2 separate regions of the Mus musculus genome follow, and region 2 is linked to region 1. The links are chromatin contacts, called in public Micro-C maps. All regions are on one chromosome and are shown on one strand. Each heading gives the region's core, a stretch centred on a gene start, on an enhancer-like site or on the middle of the called end of the contact. The rest is flanking DNA. Distances are from core to core; before and after follow the strand shown. Region 1 holds the start of Chrna7 (cholinergic receptor, nicotinic, alpha polypeptide 7). Region 2 has its middle 6.2 kb from the start of Gm39024.

Region 1 (6,870 bases), core at 1,181-3,680:
TCCCTGGAGCTTGAGTTACTGACTGTTTTGAAGTACCATGTGACTCCTGAAAATTGACCGTGGGTCCTCTGCAACAACAGCTCTTAACTGCTGAGCCACGCCTCCAGCCTTGCTTTTCACTTTGCAATTTGAACTTACTGTGATTTTCTTTTGGAGTCCTGTGTGGGAAGCTGTAAAGCTTCACCCCTATCCCCCCCTTTGCTCCCCCCCCCCCACTAGAGGAGGAATCCTTGAATATAAACAGCACAGGCATTTGATAGCTGGATCTGCTCTAAGCCTGCTAATGCACTGTCGGTGGTTACAGGATTATCTTCTCCCTTTCCATAGCTCAAGCAGAAAACATGGTTCTCTTTCCTGGGACACAATAGAGGTTTTCTAGTCTATTACATGAAAGGGGATTTTGTTTTAGTCTGTGGATTTATGAAGATTTCTTCATCCCTGCTTCCTATCTCTCCTAGGCACAATGTCCAGTTTCCTTGGACTGCATTAAAAGTCTAGACTTCCATCCTTGAGTCTGCCCTTGCTCTGCCTCTCCTTAGGCTAAGGCAGCACCATCAGTTTGTGGAGTGTGTAGGGTTTGTTTCCAGTTGCCTTTATAAACTTGGATACATTGTGTTTCCTTTTACCTTTTCTTTATGCTGAGGATGGGATTAAGCAGTGAGCCTACACATATGAGTAAACTCTATACTCTCAGATTATTTTACACTGCACAGATGAAAGTAACTGGGTCTCATTGAGAGCACTAGGTGCTTTCAGTCTTCTCAGAACTGAGGAACTGAGTTAATGGGTTGTTTGCAGAGCCTCCAGGTGTCTGCCCAAGCATAGGTCATAAACAGGTATTGACCAATTGTCCCACCCAAAGACGATTATTTCCTTGGTTGCTGATCTTACAGGGCATAGCTTTAGTGGTATGTTTGGGGGCCCCTAAATGTGACTCCCCAACTCAGTAAGGATGTAATCATGGTTTCTGTAATGTGATCCCAGTTGGCCACACTCAGGAGAAGTTGGTTTTCCTGGCTTATCCCTCTGTAGTGCTAGCGAGGGCTCTTAGGCACTTTCAGACTGAGAATAGAAGAGAGAGCCCTTCCATCCCACCACCAGTGCAGATGGTTTTCTGCTTCTAGCCGATGCTGTGTGCTTCCCCTTCTCTGATGTTTTTTTTTTTTTTCCTTCTCTCCTATCTTCCTGGCAGTGAATGCTTTACAGCTCATTCCTTCACCAAGTGCCTGCTTTGTGATGTTCCTGCTGTTGGACATAGGATGAGGAGTACCCAGGTGCCAGATATACACCCAACTGTTTGCCACATGCCTCTGCCTGCTGTCCCCTTCCCATGTGGAATACTGGGTCTCCTTTGACGGGAGCCCTGGTCAGTTGTCTGTCTTTTGTTTTTTTGTTTTTGCTTTTTTTTTTAAATGAACTTTCTCCCAAAACAGTTTTCCCCCCTTTGCTCTTAACCTGAAGCTGTGAAACCTTATACCAACTCTTTATACTTCTATTAGTAATCAACATGGGAATCCTTCAAGATACTCATTTCCAGGGTATTGCATGCCACTGCTCCTGCAAACCAAGCAGCTGGAGTCACTATCCCCTTCCCACCACTTCCAGTTTAGTCACTTTTTTTTTTTTTTGATAAGCCTGTCCCTCTTTTTTAGTGTTGTACTTTCTAACCCATTGGAGCAACAGTCTGATGACACAGGTGTTATGGAGTCTGTGGGAAGAGAGGATGGATTCCGCTAACGGAAACCAGAGTAGTCATCAAGGTGTGCTTTCTGTACTTCCGGGGACAAATGGGGTAGCCTAACTCACTTCTGACTGCTCTCATTAGTACCATCCTCCCAATATGGCAGCAAGGAAGATACCTCTAGACCAGGGTCTCTGTGGCTGATCTCCCTCAGTCCTTACTTGTTCATTTACTGTTCTTTGAATCAAAGAGGCCGACAGAATCAAGTTTTGGCTTGTCTTTTCAGAAAGGGATTGGAGTTAATGTTCCAATTTTCTGAATCTGTTTTAAAAGAAAGTGAGACTAGGTCAGGCTTTCTGCTGATAAAGTATGTTATGCCTCAGGAAGGAGCTAATCGCTGGAAACACCAGGTCTTGCAGGGAAAACATAGGCTTACTCCTGCGTGGTCTACCTTGTCTGGCTGGAGAAACTTCTGAGTTTGCGATGCAGATTCTGGTACCAGAGAGAGTCCTGGAGGACTGGGTCTGAAAACTGTTACTGGTGTGAGTACAGAGCACAGTTGGTAGCAGGAGCAAGTAGCTCGGGGTCAGAGGCCATCAACTAGCTGAGCAGGGATGCAGTTCCCGGGGCGGCCACGGAGCTGCGCGGCTCAGAGAGCGCTCGCGAGGCGGGGGCGCGCTGTCACGTGTGGGGGTGCGCGGCGGCGGCGGGCGCGCGCAGCGCTTTAAAGGCGCGGAGGCGGCTGGAGCGGCAGCTCGGCCCCGGCGGACGGCGGGACACGGCGGCTGCTCCGGCGACATGTGCGGCCGGCGGGGAGGCATCTGGCTGGCTCTGGCCGCGGCGCTGCTGCACGGTAACCTCAGCGCGGCTTCGGCCCTACTCCCCGCGGCGGGCTCCGGGGAGCAGACTCCGGCGGGCAGGCGGGCGGGCGGGTGGTCCCGGGTTGCGGCTGGGCGGCGGGGCTGAGATGCTCTGGGGCGGGGTGGCGGCCCCGTGCTGAGGCCCGCTGGGCGCTCTGCTTCCTAAGTGTCCCTGCAAGGCGAGTTCCAGAGGAGGCTGTACAAGGAGCTGGTCAAGAACTACAACCCGCTGGAGAGGCCGGTGGCCAACGACTCGCAGCCGCTCACCGTGTACTTCTCCCTGAGCCTCCTGCAGATCATGGATGTGGTGAGTCTGGCGGGGCGCTCGGGCCACACACCCTCCTGTCCCGGACCAGGTTGCGCTTCGGGCAGGACCCCCAGCCACCTGTGCATGGGTACTTGGGTCGCATCTTTCTTTTAGCTAGAAACTCCCGGCCAAAGTGTCCTAAGCTGGGAGTCAGTAGCAGGAACAGGCTTCCTTGGTCACTTTCAGACTCCCTTAGAAAGAAAACTAGTGCAGCTCTGCGCCCGGAGCCCGGAATAGTTTAGATACTTACAAGCTTTTCTTCCTCTTTAGTGACTGCGTAGTGCCTTGGTGGGGGCCTGGCTTTTCGGCTGCCAATCTGTTTGGGGAGAAGGCCAACTGTAGGTGTCTAGAAGCGTTCCCATTAGGGGGATGGTCATTGGTTTTATTTTGTGGAGACGACAGTTGTGGGCGATCCTTTTTGGAGAATTCCAGGCAGCTAGTAGCAGTCCTCTGGACCCCTTGCAGCAAGCCACACCCCTGCAGTATCTGTGACAGCTTGGTTTTTTTCTTCTGCCAGCTGGGCTACTTTTTACGATTTTTTATAGGTGGAGTCTTCCAAATGATGCCAATACTTAGAAAGTGTTCCAGTGTCTGTTCTCTAGGTGGGTAAGGCTGGAGCAAAGGGATTTTTGTGTTCATCAGGAGAAACTACTGTGAGCAAAGAGGTACCAAAAGAACTTTGGTAAAGTGGCATGGCAGGTGGTACTTCCCACTCCTGCCCTCACTCCTAGGCTGTTCCTTTTAATCTAGTTAGTTCTCATGATGAATGGCTTCTCACTTCATACTATACCCGTTAAATCTGCATCTCTTCCCATGACAGAATCCTACTTTATTAAGTGTGCACTGCACAGTGTGTGTGTGTGTGTGTGTGTGTGTGTGTGTGTGTGTGTGTGTGTGATTTATCATGAGAGATGTAGAAGACAGCTGCTGCCTCGTGGACGATTGTTTTCTAAGTTTACAGAGCACAGACTACAGGGAAGGAAGAAGAAGAAGAAATCTTGTTGGTTTGGAGTCTGAGTGACAGACAGTGAGGAGGAGATTCTGCCATGGAGCAGAACATAGTTCAGAGAGAAGTGGAGGAGGGAGGCAGTGAGGGGGAGGAGGTGCAAAGGCTCCTGGGCATTTGGGTAGGGTAGACCTACAGGACAGTTCAGTTAAGTGGTGGAGACATTGTCCTTATTGCTTCTGGTTGACTTTGGGAAGTATCATAAACATCTTGAGGTTTGGCTTCCCTGCTAACAGAATGGTGGACACCTACATACTTCACTGGGCACCATGATCCATGAGGAGCAAGGAAAAAAAAGAGATAATGTCAAGATTCCTCAAAGTCAACTACATCATTATAGTTATTTTCCTGCAAAAAGTATACAAGGAAGGGTAAAGTAGCTAAGCTAACATGTTCCATAAAAACCACAAAGTAAGATGACTTCTCTGTCCCTACTTGCCCAGGGTCTACTTTGGCAAGCTGGCCTTATTGTATGCTTCATAGCAGCCTCTGGCTGGGTAGTAAGCTTTATGGTATAGGGGCTAGTCAGCTGTAGAGCTTGTGCAAAGAAATAGAGCAGGCCTGGCAAGCTTATTGAAAAGGAAAAGCCTCTTTAGAATTCAGGTTAATATGTCAATAAGGCTTGCTGACCTGTAGAAGTTAAGTTGTAAGCTAGGATTAATGATGTGGAAAAACTTAGTTATGTTATACAACTATTTAAAAAAATTAAAGACAACAAACTATAAAACTTTAAGTTATTGCCATATCAGTTAGGAAAAAAAAAACCATATGAAGAGGGTCATGAACAGAGGTCAAGGGGAGAGTGAGGTTTGAGAAAATCTCCCTCTCCCCTTGGCCTCAGATCTAGCTGCGGACATACTGAGCTTCCCACTAGGCAATGCTGCATGTTTGTGGAGTGGCCTTGAGAAAGCTACTTAACTTTTCTCAGCCATGCTCTCTCATGTGTAAAATGAGAACAATCATATCCACTTCACGGGTTTTGAGAGGATTAAAAAAGAGAAGTTCTTGCCACACGCTGATAATTTGCTGAAAGCTTACTCCATCTTAATTATGTAGTGACTTCATTCAGAGGTCACGAAGTCTATTCCTAGAGAGGTGTGGTCACTTACCCAAGGATGCCCAAAGACTGCAGGCAGTCTGCTAAGGAAAACTCAAATGGAGTTTCTTTGCATGCCCTTTGCCTATCATAAGCTTTTTAGACTTGGTAACTTACTTTTGTAGAACAGAGCTAGCTTAATCTACTTAAACTGGATACGCGGTAGCTGATTGAATATGTGTGTCCTAAGCTCCTGGGTGAGAAGGAGGTTTCTACATCAGGCACAAGGAAATATGCAAGCATTTGTATTCTAATCCCGTTTGGCTCTGCCCCGTTTTTTTTTTTTTTTTTTTTTTGAAGCAGAGCCAGGTCTTTCTTGCTGAAATCTCAGCACTCTGGACAGAGGCACCAGCTCTCAGGAGGGCTATGAGTCTTCTCCTGTGGTGGAATCTCTTTACAAATTCATCTCTAGGGGGTCATTTTGCTCATTTCAACCTATTGTTCCATAGTCTAGAATTTATTTCTTACAACTTATTATTGCTTCCCCCCCTTTTCAGCAAAATGTCCTGCCTTCAGGGATGCATAGATGGCATATGATGCCACATATACATTTTATTCATACAAGATGGTTTGCACCATCAGCATGTTCCACCTCTGTTTATAGGGCTCCCAGTGTAAGCCTTGTTAGGCTCTGAAAGTTTACAGATGAACAAGAGAGGACTTTCACCTCTAGAGGCAACATGATCTGATTGGCTCTAAGACTAAGAAGAAAATCTAAGATTTTCACATGTGATGGAATTTGACATAGTTTTCAAAGTGCTGAAGATTGCACACTAGGGGACATTTATTTCCAATGACAGAGGCTGGGGTGGTTTCAAAGAACAAGAGGTTGGATTTTCAATAGGAGTTTCCCAGATAGAGAAAGTAGAAAGACTTCCCTAAGTAATGGAAACAGAGGGAAGGGAGATTGTAAATGTAAGGGAGGAGACACTCCTTCAACAGGGTGTGTTCATGAAATCCTGGCTCCTACCTTTAGCAAGGTGTTTCCATAAGGTCCTAGCTCCCTGCCTTCAACTAGGTGTTTCCATGGACTGCTCTCAGTTGATGTTTGCTTCAGGTTTAACCGAAAGACTTCTTAGGAAATTTATGCTTTCTTAGAAGTTCAAAAATATTGATCAATTCATAAATACTTTTATCAACCTTTCTTCTAGTATGCTTCTAAAAAAGTATGTGATTTTTCTCTGGTAGTAAGGGGTAGTGTGTAAAATATCTCGAATATGCTACAGAATTCACAGACTGACTTGTGATCTACCTGAGTGCCACAGACTCTGTGCTTGAAGAGGTAGCATTCCAGGACTTTGAAAACCTATAAGACTAGCTTGCCAGAGCCTATTTTCCTAGAAATGGAAACATTCTAACCGTAGCTTTTTATTAAATCTAATAAGTATGAATTATAGATGAGAATGAGAAAATGTGCATATGTTTTAAAGATAAAACATGGGTCTTTAGAGGATTTTCTGTAGCCACTGTGGTCTGTTCTAGTTATTTGGCTATCCCCTTGGTGAGGCATTTGGTAGAGAGTGGGAAGGCATGGCAAATTTCTTCCCGCAGGGGCGGGAAGTATCAGGATCTATATTTAGAAGATACAAAATGTGGGGCAGGCCAGAGAGGAAAGAAAATTTGGGCAAGGATACAGAGATCTTTGCTAGTTTATTTTCTGTTGCTCTAGCAAAATAGCCAAGATTGTAAGTTATAAGAAAAGGATTTATTTTGGTTCCTGGTTCTAGAAACTGGAAAGTCCAGGATTATGGTCATGGCATCTTCTTAGGTTCTAGTGAGGGCAGAAGTGCAAGTGAGCACATGTGAAAGAGACTGGGCACAGGGGCACATGTGAAAGAGGCTGGAGACAGGGGGCAGCATGCAAAAGAGGCTGGGCACAGGGGCAGCCTTGAGTTGTTTGTGCTCCTTGAGGTAATTGAT
Region 2 (6,353 bases), core at 3,836-6,335, 740 kb before region 1:
CAGTGGGCTCATGGGGGAGGGTGTGTGTGTGTGTGTGTGTGTGTGTGTGTGTGTGTGTGTGTCAGTTTCAGCTTTTTCTGCTGGCCCTTCATTCTTCAAGGACAGACCCCTGGGGGGGGGGGCATTGTTCTTGCCAGTAATTCTCTCAGGAAGTCACCCTGAAGACACTACTAGGCAGGTGAGCCAGGTTGGCTGCCCAGAGAGGCTCTCAGATCCTATCTACTGGGGGTAGCCACTAGCAGGGGTCAAGAACACCCTTGGCCTTCCAAAGGAATACCCAAGGGGACCCAACCCATAGTGCAGGGTGCAGCTGGTTCTAGTTGGGTGACCTTGACCATCTGATGTCATCATCCTGAACCAGCACGTTGTCCTCTCATCTTTTGATGTCAGGAGGGACTCCTCTGCCTGTTGCAGGGCCAGCCTTTGTGGAGGGAGGTTTTCCAGTCTAAACAGACATTAGGCTACCATGGTCCCAGCCAATGTCACAACTACAGGCTCCTGAGACACTCCCCAGCTTAGCCATTTCCAAATCCACAGCCAGTAAGGAGCTAGTGATTCTTGCGATCTCAAGGCACTGGCTCCTGGGAGTTTTGTTAGGCAGCGATACAGGCATGTAATTAACAGTAGCAGTCACTGTGTGTAAGATAGCATGGGGTGGAGGAAAGAGCAGCAGATAGACAGTTCCTGTCCGAAGATAGTGGGGATTAATGACACTTCTTAACTCTCTTGAGTTTTACATGTATTTCAAATTAAATAAGGCTATGAAAAGGATGTAATTTGAGAGAGCCCTCTTATTCCCCTGACCCCAGGGAGGGCCAGTGCAGGGCTTAGCTCTTCTTCATCTCCACAGGCCAGTGGCTCTGAGACCTCAGCTTCTCTCTTCAGGTCCTTGGTACAGATAATGACTGGTTGCTTGAAGTCACTTCCTGTTGCTTACCAGTTACCTGAAAGGCAATTAAATCTGATATCTGATGGTCTCTGGCTCTCTTCCCCTTTCCTTGCTGGGGCAGCTTGTACTTTCCCTCTTAGCTTATCAATGGCCAGTGATTATGCGCCCACTGTTTTACATATGAAAGAAGCTTCATACCTCACACGGAAAGCTTGTTACCAGCTGCCAGAGAGTCAACCTCAACTAGTACTGTAGTTTGGAAATATTTTAAAGCAGCTTATTTCGTGATAAAATCAGGCCTGATAGCTGCAAAGTCCCCCAAGGCCCTGCCCCTTGCTGCACGCTTTGTGGAGGACCTGAAGGACAGAGTTGTCTAATCCCCATGCTAGCAGGTAAGATGCCTTGCCCATGCTGCAAGAGTTCAGCAGCTCACAACCATTCCATGTGCTGAGCATTCATGACACCAGATAAGGCCAGCAGCTTCTCACTTCTGCTCTAGCAAGGACAACTGCTCCCTTTGTGTCTGCCCAGCTGAACTGGTCACTAGAACCAGGTGCACAGTCCTAGGAGCCATTGCAAGGATCAAGGGACAGAGCCTGCAGCAATCCAAGGGTCCTCTAAGAATACAGTTGCTCATCAGACAGGATCTTCAAAGAGCCCCAGGCATTCTGTTCGATGATACACATTCCCATCAGGTAACCAGTTTCTTTAAGACTGGAAGCAGAGGTTCCATGATGAGGAAGGGACTCTAGATCCAGTCTAGGCTTTGGTTCTTGTGTGTGGCTTCCCAGAAGTCTCTTCTCTGGCCAGTTTTCTCACCCAGTGAGCTGAGAAGGGAGAACACTCTCCTTGTGTGTCAGAACGGCACATGTGCTGGGCTCACTATTGTTGACCTTGGGCCTGGCAAGAATTGGAGTCAAAAGCATGAAATGCAGCAATCGACCCTGGGCACCCACCCAAGGGAGAGAATTACATGTCATGAATGTCAGATGACCAAGGAGTGGGAGAGGAGGGGACACACACAAGAAGGAAGCATTGTCACTGAGACCAAGCTCCCTTAGATGGTGACTAAAAGGGTGTGTGTGGGGGTGGGTATTGATGTCAGTGCCAGGCTTGGGAGTGGGGGCCATCTGCTCATCAGCAATGGAGCCAAGTCATCTCGAATGCTCCTGTCACACTACAGCAGACACTCTCAGTGTCACCCAGTCTGAGACCGATGGCGGCTCAGTCTCAGAAGCACTTTTGGTTTTAATCTTTGTCCATGTAAACGCACACCAGATGTAAAATCAGCTTTCATCAGGAAAACCCGATGAGTTATTTTGCACTCTGCGAGGCAGAGAGACAGAACATGACGTGAGAACAGCTTTCTACCGACTCCCCAGGGAGTAACAGCTCAGCTTGGTCCCTCTTTACATGTCAACCTGTTAGCCACCATGAGTAGGTTGACTACATGGTCCTCTCCCAACAATTAGTTCTGAAAAGGATAGATTTGGGGGTGGCAACACCTTTGGAGTCCTCAGTGGGTGATTCTTTAGTATCATTGGGGGTAACTTCAATGAGAAGCAGAGGAAGGGAGATGCTCTGGGACACCCCACAGCTAATGAAGGAGCCCCAGGCACAGTGTGGTAGCTGAGGTGCCAGTCACAGGTGTTATGAAATGTCCTGGCTAGCCCAGCCACCTCTGCTCCAGGTTACTAAGTGGAAAGAGAAAAAGAGAGAGAGAGAAAGAGGGAGGGAGAGAGGGAAGGAGAGAGGAAGAGAGAGGGAGAGAGGGAGAGAGGGAGGGAGGGAGGGAGGGAGGGAGGGAAGGAGAGAGAGAGGGAGAGAGAGAGGGAGAGAAAGAGAGAGAGAGGAAGAGAGAGAGAGAAATGGTCAGTGGTGATGCACACTCAGGAGGCAGAGGCATCTTTGTGAGTTCTAGGCCAGCCTGGTCTACAGAGAGTTCTAGGACAGCCAGGATAACAGAGTGAAACCCTGTCTTGAAAACCCAAACTAGGGCATGGTGGCACATGCCTTTAATCCCAGCACTTGGGAGGCAGAGGCAGGTAGATTTCTGAGTTCAAGGCCAGCCTGGTCTGCAAAGTGAGTTCCAGGACAGCCAGGGCTATACAGAGAAACCCTGTCTTAAAAAACCAAAAAAAGAAAGAAAAAAAGAAAAAAGAAAAATCCCAAACTATACCACCACCACTCCAAATAAGAGAAATAAAAATGAATAAAAGGAGATCATGCATAAAATATGGAGAAGGTTTTTATTGTAGATATAAGGGAGAGAGTAGGCAGAGGGAAGTGTATAGGCTGAACACGGCCTGCAGATTAAACCTGACCATGAGAGGAGAGAGTAGGAGGGAGATCAGGAGAGAAGCCACAGATCAAGAGAGGTGTCCCAGGCCAAGAGACCAAAATGGTTGAGTTCCATAGGGATCAGGTTAAGGTTCAAGTAACCTAGGAGGAGCCACAGGTACTGAGGGATGCAGGGAGAGCTGGCCAGTGTTGGCTTTGATATGTTAATAAGCAAGCCAGCCATTTGTCCAGGGTTTCTGAGACCTAACAGTTACATATCATGAGCCAATGAAGATAGTTCCTGGGTACCCTGCAAAGGAGCAAAGATGGTACTGAGTGTCGGCATCTTGCATTTTGATCGAAGAACACTCTATAGAATGAAGTACAGCCCTTACTCCTGGCACCAGTCTCATTTCACACACTTTTGTTGTTTTGCTTCCTCATTCCCATTACCGTAGGCTAATTAAAGAACCCCTTCCACCCAAACTATGGATCCAACACAGTGACAGTCCAAGAGGCCCAGCTCCCCTCTAAGTCTAAGGATGGAGAGGAAGAACATGGAGCACAGAGGCCGCTAGGGTTTGCCTATTGAATCCATCCCTAAGTCATTGGGGGTTGTAAGGTTCTATCCCTAGCATGGTGGTAACAGGAAAGGGAGACCCTTTAAAATGAGTGAGGTATTTAGGCTGCTGGGAAGACCCAAGCCATGAATTTCAGAGTTGGCCTCACCATCTGCTCCTGCCCCAAAATGCCGCTTGCCACAGGCCCAAAGCTGCAGCCAAAAGACCAAATTGTGAGCCAAAAGAAGGCCTGTCCCTCTGAGAATTGCTGTGTGCTAACAGTCAATTTACACAAAGATGCTCTTTCCTCAAAGCCCCAGTGCAGAGGTGAGGCAGCTGTTCTCCTCTGTAAACAACTGGAGCTCGCTGGGCTAGGGTCCCACCTAATTGCAAAGGTACATGGACTCTGTGGTCACGGCAACTGTGGAAAGGGCTTTCCTGATTTTAGCTTTTCCCTGAATCAAGTCATAAATCATCCTCTGTCTCTATTGGGGCACTTGTATCAGGGCCCCTTGTAGATTAAAAGGTCCGAGGTGGCCAGGCCTGATGGCACACTCCTTTAATCCCAGCACTTGGGAGGCAGAGGCAGTGGATCTAATTGAGTTTGAGGCCAGCCTAGTCTACAAATTGAGTTCCAGGACAGCCAGGGCTACACAGAGAAACCTTGTCTCAAAAAAAAAAAAAAAAAGCAAAATGAAACAAACAAAAAAGTCCATTTAAGGATGGCAAGGTTGTGTCCTTGGTGTTGCTTCTAGGTGATTTTTTACACCTAGGGCAAGGGAGTGTTGAGTAATGATCAGGTGTGCTGTTTTGCTTAGGAGTAATGATAAGAAAGCCTAGATGAAAGCCAGGTGTGGTGGCAGCACTCAGGAGGCAGAGACAGGTGGATTTCTGAGTTCGAAGCCAGCCTGGTCTATAAAGTGAGTTCCAGGACAGCCAGGGCTATACAGAGAAACCCTGTCTTGAAAAAAAAAAAACAAAAAACAAAAAACAAAAGACAAACAAACAAAAAATAAACAAAAAAAGAAGCCTAGACTTGTTCAGTACAAATGCAATTTTAAAAAGTTGTTTTCAGTTGGCAGGTGGCAATGCAGGTGTGTCATTGGCCAAAATGAGGGCATGCAGTGTGCATAGGGTGTATGCTTCTTCTAGCAGAATATTCTCACAAGTCACACAGCATAGGGTAGGTATGCATTCTTGCCACCGCTTAAGGAATTGCTTAGGGTCTTCAGATGAACCATGCATTTTCCTCTCACAGTAGGGACACTGTTTTGTGCTTTGTGCTCTTGTCAACAAAGGCTAAAACCAAACTGCCTGGGTGGCTTCCTTCCGGATCGAGGTACTAGCCCAGGTGGCTATGTAGGAATCTGCTGTTTGAAGTTGTGGACTGAGGTCTCTTTTCTAGGCAGCTGTGGGCCAGGGCCACTTTTAGGAACTAGAAGGCCACCCTCATTCCCTGTTGTGAGCTATTCGACTTCTTGGCCACTTCTCCATCGCTGTCAGGCTTCTGGTCTCTTCACCTCCCAGTCTGTGACCTCCCTGACCTCTAGTCTCAAACTTGTGTCTGAACTCCATTCTGGGCTTTCAGTTTCTGACCCCTCCCCTGCAACCTTTAGTCTCTCAGGCCTCCATTTGTAACCCCCTGGACTGGTAGATTCTCTGAGGAAGACCCCCACCCCCACCCCCAGTCCTTTGACCTCAGGATCCAGACTGAATAAGCTCAGGTGACCAGCTGGTTCACATCCTCTCATGTTAGTTATCTCCTTAGCCTAACCGCAACTGATTAGGGACATCAATTACATCTCATGCCAGAAACACTGGACCAACAGCAGTGGGGTGCTGGCTTCTACCGCCTGCCGAAGCACTGCTACTTCTGATTTTCAGTTCAGGGTGTGGTCTGTTGATTTCTCCAGTTGATGTGGGTGTGGCCTTTTCCTTCTGCTTGTTCCCATGCACACACCTTACTGTCCTTGGAGAAACCGATTAGATTACGATACCTTTGCTCATTACCACCACAGTGGGGACACTTCCATGGAAGCTAATTTTTCCATCCGTTTCATTTGCTAATTATTTCAAAACTCCAATGTTTCTGACGGTGCTTGCAGTCTTCTCAAGTTAGGTCAGTGCCCCTGGAAACCGTGGGTGCTTTCCTGCTCAGGTCCATTCCTGCCTTCAGAGCCGCTTGGGACCTTTTCCCGAGGGAGAATGCTGTTCCAGCCTATCCAGGGTAGGGTTAGGAAATACCATAGCCAGGACTGGAGAGATGGATTGAGGTTAAGATTTTGCAGAGGACTAGGGTTTGGCTTCCAGCACCAATATGGTGGCTCACAACTCCAATTCCAGGGGATTGGATGGCCCCTTCTAGTCACCTCAGGTTCCAGGCACATACATGGTATTTCTAAAATAAAAATAAATAAATCTTTTACACACACACACACACACACACTACCATATTCTGTAGAGGATACAGGCAGTAGACATCTATTTCTCACACTTTCGAATTATGGGAAGTCCAAGATCCAGATACGGGAAGATTCCATGTCAGGTAAGGATCTGACTACCGTTGGCTATATTCTTGTATAATCTCACACAGTGTGTGTGAGAGCATGTGTGTTTTCTGTGCT

Evidence for each region. A called contact is a pair of places that touch in the nucleus more often than the background predicts.
Region 2: a contact with region 1 is called in a Micro-C map of embryonic stem cells, with 2.7 times the contacts expected there. The contact joins the enhancer-like site here to the promoter of Chrna7 in region 1. A contact is called at or near these places in 1 of 484 Hi-C or Micro-C datasets (embryonic stem cells) and 1 of 115 datasets of contacts at active chromatin or transcription factors (astrocytes).

Annotation. Positions count from the first base shown.
Region 1 is chr7:63,208,086-63,214,955 of GRCm38.p6, reverse strand. Chrna7 (cholinergic receptor, nicotinic, alpha polypeptide 7) reads left to right here and starts at 2,430. Exons shown (of 10, transcript NM_007390.3): 1 at 2,430-2,534; 2 at 2,709-2,848. The coding sequence starts at 2,480.
Region 2 is chr7:63,946,978-63,953,330 of GRCm38.p6, reverse strand. No RefSeq gene overlaps it. Among named protein-coding and RNA genes, the nearest start is that of Gm39024, 6.2 kb to the left of the region's middle. Within about 2 kb of position 5,085, at least 21 of the 459 cell types and tissues checked have an H3K27ac peak or open chromatin away from gene starts, as enhancers often do. A contact at or near this core is called in embryonic stem cells, where this site is marked.